Linked DNA regions of Ovis aries: region 2 is linked to region 1. A link is a contact called in public Hi-C data. All regions are on one chromosome and are shown on one strand. The core of a region is the stretch at or near the end of the contact, and the rest is flanking DNA. Distances in the headings are between cores, read along the strand shown.

What was found. A called contact is a pair of places that touch in the nucleus more often than the background predicts.
Region 2: a Hi-C map of tail adipose tissue shows a contact between it and region 1, with 3 times the contacts expected there. The contact joins the enhancer-like site here to the promoter of INHBE in region 1. A contact is called at or near these places in 10 of 16 Hi-C or Micro-C datasets (hypothalamus, liver, mesenteric adipose tissue and 5 more).

The regions. Positions count from the first base shown.
Region 1 is chr3:162,183,090-162,186,618 of ARS-UI_Ramb_v3.0, reverse strand. INHBE (inhibin subunit beta E) reads left to right here and starts at 1,618. Exons shown (of 2, transcript XM_004006544.5): 1 at 1,618-2,190; 2 at 2,441-3,529. The coding sequence starts at 1,893. The coding sequence ends at 3,189.
Region 2 is chr3:162,363,677-162,367,205 of ARS-UI_Ramb_v3.0, reverse strand. R3HDM2 (R3H domain containing 2) reads right to left here. Exons shown (of 26, transcript XM_060412920.1): 21 at 1,251-1,420; 22 at 675-822. The region is part of intron 1 of LOC121819133 (a long non-coding RNA gene); the gene reads left to right. Among named protein-coding and RNA genes, the nearest start is that of NDUFA4L2, 7.2 kb to the left of the region's middle. Within about 2 kb of position 1,720, at least 6 of the 54 cell types and tissues checked have an H3K27ac peak or open chromatin away from gene starts, as enhancers often do. A contact at or near this core is called in tail adipose tissue, where this site is marked.

The DNA.
Region 1 (3,529 bases), core at 369-2,868:
TTCTAGGGTCCAGACCCCAGGGGGTGAGAGGGCTGTCACTCACAAGCTTGACCAACAGAGAGGGCCCTGGCAGCTCGGCAGAGCCCTGGCCAAAGGGACTTGAATATGACTCAAGATCTAGGGAGAAAGGCAGGGTGGAGAGAGGGTCTAAAAGTCTCATTGGCCCCCTCCCCACCACAGGTGCTGTAGCATGGCACCCATCACTGCCCTCCATTGCCACATGTCAGGGATGAGGTCCAAAACTGAACTGAAGGTAGCAGTGATGTGGTCCTGATGACAGCCTCAGCTTTCCGGCAGCGGCAAGCGGAGAGAGCTGAGGCACCAGCTTCTCATTCTTCTTGCGTAGAGGCAGGGTCCCCAGAGGGAGAGGTGGGGAAGCAAGCCCTCTGAATTTCTCCACATCCCAGAGCAGCCCCTTCCCTGGGAAGCTGGTCAGCGCTAAGCCCTCTGCTGTCCAGCGGCTCAGCACTGCCACATGGTGGACACTGGCGGTACTGAGTCCCGGCCCCCAAAGTGCCACCTCTCTTCCCCTGTGCCAGAATCTAGCAGTCTATCTTGAGAGCCCCCAATGGCTGAATAGCCGGGAGATTAACAAACTGGAATAGGGGCCCATTTCCCAAAACACACTCACTTCCTCCCAGCTTCTTGAAGAAACTGGGGCATAAGGAGAAAGGCTGATGACATGAGGCCTTGGTCCTCTCATTTAAAGGCAGTGAGGAGTGTGATAAGGAAGGCTGGGGTTGGGACTCAGGTTGCTATACTGGCTATGTTTTGTTCTTAAAAGCTCATAAATCTTCAATGTCCCATCATTAACCAAGGCTGGCACCACTCCTAGGATACCCCAAATCTAGGCAGCTCTTGGAGTCCCCTGAAAGAGAACCAATGTCTGGGACAGGCCCTTCCAAGTCTCATGCCCTTCTGCCATCCTTGATGGACTCTGCCCTGATGTAATATTGCATCACCACCACCCCCACCTCTCCAGGTTTCCCCAGACATCACAGTGACATGCCATCCCCCGCCCAGGCTCCAGCCCTCGTCCACGTTGTGCTCTGGTCCAACTGGACTCTGGGCAGCCAGCACAGGCAAGGTCAGGAGGTAACTTCTGTGCCCCATGACACTGCCACCTTGGCCTGGGCAAGAGGACTCCATTCCTACCGCCAGCCCCCCGGCCTCTCGCCCTTGTCCCAGCCCCATTGCTAGAAATCAAAAAGAACCAAGTTCTCCTTCTAGCCCAGAAAAATAACCACTGAGACTCCCAGCTGCCTCATGGAAACTGCTGCAACAGTGGAGGCCAGGAGCTAGACAGACTGGAGGTATGGGGGGAAGTGACCTTCCTTCCTTGCTCACATGGAGCTCCCTCCCCCGAGCCCCAGACCTTGGGGATTGAGCCTGTGAAATCCTCCTCCTTCTTGCATCATACGTGTCCACATCGCCCCCCACCCCCCCACCCCTACCTCAAGCTCCGTGACCAGGGCCAGATGGTGAAACCTGAGCTCCAGGGGGGAACCTCCACCCACGGCAGGGGCCTGATGGGCAGCACAGCTGGCCAATCCTGGGGCTCAGAGGGTAGGTCTGCCTGCTGACCACTAGGTGAGGGAGCCCTAGGCTGCTGGCTCCAGAGAGGCCCCGGTCAGTAGTCAGACATGAGCTGTGAGGGTCGAACTGGCAGACTGCACTGAACATCGCTACCCATTGGACCATCCACTGTCTGCCTTCCTGAGTTCCAGGCAACAGAAGACAGGTGGCTCTACCCTTGGCCAAGGGTAGGTGTGGCACTGGTGGCTGCAGCTGCCGTGTCCTCCTCATTGGCCTCCACACAGCCAGACTCGACAGGAGGAGCAACGGTCCTCCAAGGCCCCCGACCTGACCCTGGGCTGTTCACCACCAAGGCCATGGGACTCCACAAGGTCCAGCTCCAACTGGTGCTGCTGTGGGCACTGGTGTGGGCACAGGTGGCAGGGTCTGCGTGTCCGTCCTGTGGGGGCCCCACACTGGCACCCCAAGCAGAGCGAGCTCTGGTCCTCAAGCTGGCCAAGCAGCAAATCCTCGAGGGACTACAGCTGACCAGTCGTCCCCGGATGACTCATCCTCCACCCCCGGCTGTGCTCACCAGAGCCCTCCGGAGACTGCAGCGGGGAAGAGTGGCTCCAGCGAATGGGGAGCAGGTCATCAGCTTTGCAGTCCTCACAGGTGGGTGAAGGAGAGACAGGCAGAGAGCTGACAGGGCAGGGAGGCAGAAGGGGAACTCGACAATGATAGCAGGAGCAGAGGGAGTCGGGTCTGGAAGGAAGAGGAGGAACTGGAGCCGGACTGGCCTCGGAGTCCCTGCTTCTTCCGAAGTTGGGAGCTGGCGAGAGCGGCGGGCAGGGCTCTTGGGAGTCTCACGGGACAGCATCATCTCCGCTCACATTCTCCAATCCCTTCTCCATCTTTCTGGCAGACTCCTCCACCGCCACCTGCAGCTCCACGCTCACCTTCCACCTGTCCACTCCTCGGTCCCATCACCTGTATCATGCTCGCCTCTGGCTGCATGTGCTCCCCACCCTTCCCGGCCCTCTTTCCTTGAGGATTTTCCGATGGGGGGGCAGGAGGAGAGGCCGAGGGTCCCGCGTCTTTCTGGCTGAGCACCAGTTGACAACCCCGGGCTGGCACGCCCTGACTCTGCCCTCTAGCGGCTTGAAGCGTGAGGAGTCTGGTGTCTTGAAACTCCGACTGGACTGCAGTTCCCTAGAAGGCAACCGCACTGTCGCCCCACAGCTCCTGGACTCAGCGGGAGAGCAGCGGCCCTTCCTGGAACTTAAGACTCGGCCCAAATGGCCTGGAGCAGCCCGGGCCAGGAGGAGGACCCCCAGCTGTGAGCCGGCGACCCCCTTATGCTGTCGGCGAGACCATTATGTAGACTTCCAGGAGCTGGGATGGCGGGATTGGATCCTGCAACCCGAGGGGTACCGGTTGAATTTCTGCAGTGGCCAGTGTCCCCCCCACCTGGCTGGCAGCCCCGGCATCGCCGCCTCCTTCCATTCCGCTGTCTTCAGCCTCCTCAAGGCCAACAACCCTTGGCCCTTGGGTACTTCCTGCTGTGTCCCTACTGCCCGAAGGCCTCTCTCTCTCCTCTACCTTGACCGTGATGGCAACGTGGTCAAGACAGATGTGCCGGATATGGTGGTAGAGGCCTGTGGCTGCAGCTAGCAAGAGGACCTGGGGGTCTGGAGTGAAGAGATCAACCTAGGGGTCCCCAGGCAGAGGGCCTCTGTGGCTGGAGGCATCAGGTTCCTGACCCACACCTCCACCCCATGGGTCATCTGGCAATATGACTGGATTGACCCTCTGAGACCCAAATGGGCACTTTTGTGTCCAGTCTCTGGCCCATTTCAGGCTGGTTGATATGTGGGGGAGATGGGGAAAGTGTGTCCTGTAAAGGAGTCTATCCAGAAAGCGTTGAGTTCCTACCCTAAACTGTCCAAGAAGATGGGAGGGAATGTGGGAAGGAAAGGGCAGAGAAAAATCACTTAGTCTCTCCAGAGAAGAG
Region 2 (3,529 bases), core at 471-2,970, 180 kb before region 1:
TTCTTTGGTTCACCCACCCCAGGCTGGAGGAAGGGGCCATGTCCCCCACCTGCCCAGGTGCAGGGAGCAGGACTCCCACAAGCTGGGTGGCATCTCAACAGACTCCTATAACTTGTGATTCTGATCAAAAGAACAGCAGAAGTGCCAGGACGTTCCCTCCTTGCCTGCAACAGTCACAGCTGAGCCCTCTTTTGGTGTCTACCAGGGAAAAGACAGCAACGAGCAGCTGTTCTAAGCTTCTGTCTGTCACAGTAAGTTGGGGGTGAACCCACGTCTTTTCACTCAAATCCAGCATTCCCTTTTCTAAAACCATACTGTTTCTGACACACCCCATATTCCCAGGCCTCAGACTCAGTACTGATAGGTTAAACTCTTTGCTGTTCATTAGAAAGTTCAGGGAACTTCTTTTCCCTGGCTCACAGTCTTTGGGGACTTGAAAGGAAATACTAAATACGTAAAGGAGATCTAGAGTTAAGGTAACTATGGGCAGCACTAAAGAGGGGTGTGTCTTTGGCCCAAGCAGGGACATTAAAGGAAGAGCTGGCTTCCACGAACGGGAGGGCCAGCCACAGTGATTCTCTGTCTACTGCTCCCTTCCTGATCTCCCCACTTGGGAATGGGATGCAACGGGTGAATTTGACAGCTGACAGCAGCCCACCTCACTGAACCCTTACCCTGTGCAGGACCTCCAGGCCGGGGGAACTGTGTGAGGACAGGAAGGGGACTGAGCCCTGTGCAGACGCTGCTGAGGCTGGTGACAGGAGAGGGTGCTGGAGATTGAGTAGGAGATGTGACAGGGCTGCTGCTCATCTGTGTGCTGGCCTGTGGGAGAGAGCGGAGTACACATCACATATCCACCAGACTCTGCCCTCTGGATTGCTCCTATGACTCGGCTTGAAAGTTACCTCTCTCAGGAAGCTTCTCTTGCTGAACTCTGTCAAAGTCAGAGTGCTCCTTCACACTGGCCCCCGGGGTGCCTAATTAGTTGGTATTATTTTAATATTCACTTCCTGACAACCTGTTTTACGTATTCCCTTAGCGTTTTTAAACATGCGTCCTATCTGCCACCTTAGGTCTTAGGTTCCTTGAAAGAAGATGCTCCCTCCTCTCTTTCCTGTGTTTCTTCTGAAAAGTGTCCAGGGTAAAAGAGTGCACAAGTAAGAGAGGCTGCATGGTCAATGGTAAAGATTGCTTCCTGAAAAGACTCTGGTCACCTCCCTGCCAAGATAAAGCTGGGCTGCAGGACTCACCTGGGGGCTACTCTCAGGACTGTACAGGTCTCCAGGCTTCTGACCCCGCTGGTCCATGCTGTAATATTTACAGTGACTCCACTGGACCATGGGCGGGTTCTGGGGAGGCTGGGGTCCATTAGGGACATTCAGCTGCATGACCACCACACCCGGTCCAGAAGGTGACACTCCTGAGTGGCAGGGAAAAAGCAGTTGGTTGGGAATTCAAACTACATTTTAGCCTGTCAGCTAACCCTGAGTGGGAAAGCCAGTAAGCAAATCCACCTACGGCTTCAGGGTCACTTAAACTGTGTCCTGCCAGGAATCTGAGACAGTTGCTGATTTGGTCTCTGACTCTCTCTCCTCAAACCAGTGGAAATTTGAGGGGAAGATGCCAATGCTCTCCTGGCCTTCCCCTGGTTGAGGGGTACTTTGATAGGCTTGGCCGAAAACTACTCCATTCTGTCATAGTTAGGTATTACCAAATGTCCAGATCAGATTGCTCAAGCGTCTGGGCGTGGTACAGGCCCCAGTTTGGAGCCTAGGCCAGGGCTGCAGGCACGTGCCGGCTTTTCTGGTAATGGCTGCAGATAAGTCAGTGATCTCTGGTTGGTCAAGAGGAGATAAATGTGCACAGCTTCACTAAACCAGATCCAGGACATTAATTCCTGGGCAAGGATAGGGTGAGTTGGAACACTTCAAGTAGAGGGAATGGCATAGAGATATATGTCACATTCAGGAAATGACAAATAATTCAAGGTGCTAAGGAAGGCCCAGGAGCTATGTAGGGGAAGCACTAGGGGATGAGATACATCTCTTCATTTATTCAATAAACATTTATGGAACATTTACCAGTTCCTATGCCAGGCACTGGGTATACAACAACAAAAAACTGGTCTCTACCCCAATGGGATGAGCAGTCTATTAGAGAGTTGGACATTAAACAAAGAGCTGGTGTCAAGAATTCGAAGCACATTCAGGTAAGGGTTGTAACCCAGAGGTGTTGGAAATAGGACTTGTGCTTCAGAGAGCTAACCCCAGTGGCCAAATGTAAGATGGCCGAAGGGAGGGGGAGACTGTAACTGGAAGACTAGTTAGAAGTCTACTGAAACAGAACACAATGGCTATGAGTTAAAGCAGCGACAGCAGGGATGGAGGGGGAGGGTGAGACCCTCGGAAGGTTTCACTGACAGGATGCAGCCGTGGGGCTTTAGTCTAAGCAACCATGGATGTAGGTTTACCCTCTCACAGGCTGGGGGAAGGAAAGGGCTCACTGAGGAGGAATACCAAGTCCTGAATCTTCCTCACGGTGAAAAACAAGGTAAGGGGTCAGGGAGAAGCAGTCTGAGGGACAGTTCCTGCGGGGAGAGCCGGGCAGGAGCTCCGCCTCCCCACGGGATTGTCTAGCGTGAGGGTCTGCTCTTGGCCCACAGCCTGTATTCCTGTGGACGGACAGGCCAAGTTCACGTGTGTGTGTGGTGGCAGACACGGGGCTGGGGGTCGCTAGATCGAAACCTGCGGCAGTGCTGCTTCGTGGCTCAGCGCCCTGGGGCTGCCACTGCCGCCAGCATCACACTGCTTCCTGTGACAGGAAATGCTGCAGCCTCTGCCCTGGGCACCAGTCATGCTGGGAAGTGAGCATGATTGCTTTTCTCAGGTAGCATCGGTCAAAGGAAAGGAAAGAAGTGGGGGGAGGTCTAAGAACAGCTCAGGAGACACAGCATCTGTTGTATCCTACTCCCCAATTTGTGCCCCTCCCCCACCCTCTAGGGTTCATCTAATCAGAGAGCACAAACACTCCCAACAACAGGCTCCCATCTTCCCTTCCCCTGCCAGAGGGGGCAGGGTCTTCACCAACACAGCTTGTGGAAGGGCTGCAGGGGAAGTGCGCAGTGGTGAAGCGTCATGCCTTTAACAACTCCCTCTTTACTTCAGCTGCTCTGGGCCCTGTATCTCCCATCCTAGGAGCCCCACCGGCACCAGTGTCCTTAGGCCAAAAAACTGCAACTGACCTTCTTCAAATACCTCACTGCTGAGGGGGCCAACGCAAAAATAATCAAATCCACAGCGTTTCTGGAAGGCAACATACAACCTAAGCCTAATGCCCTGGGCCAGGAAAGGGTAGAGGATGTCTGAATGTGTGGGGTATGGGCACAAGCAAGGCAGTTGATGCTCTTTATAATGCCAACATGTAGCCATAAGGAGCTATTAGGGGTCTAAAGTGGAGCGGGAAAGAGAACAAAGTCCTCATATTATTTTCTCTGATCCTAACAAAAACAAAGGCAGAGTTCTCAGTCGCA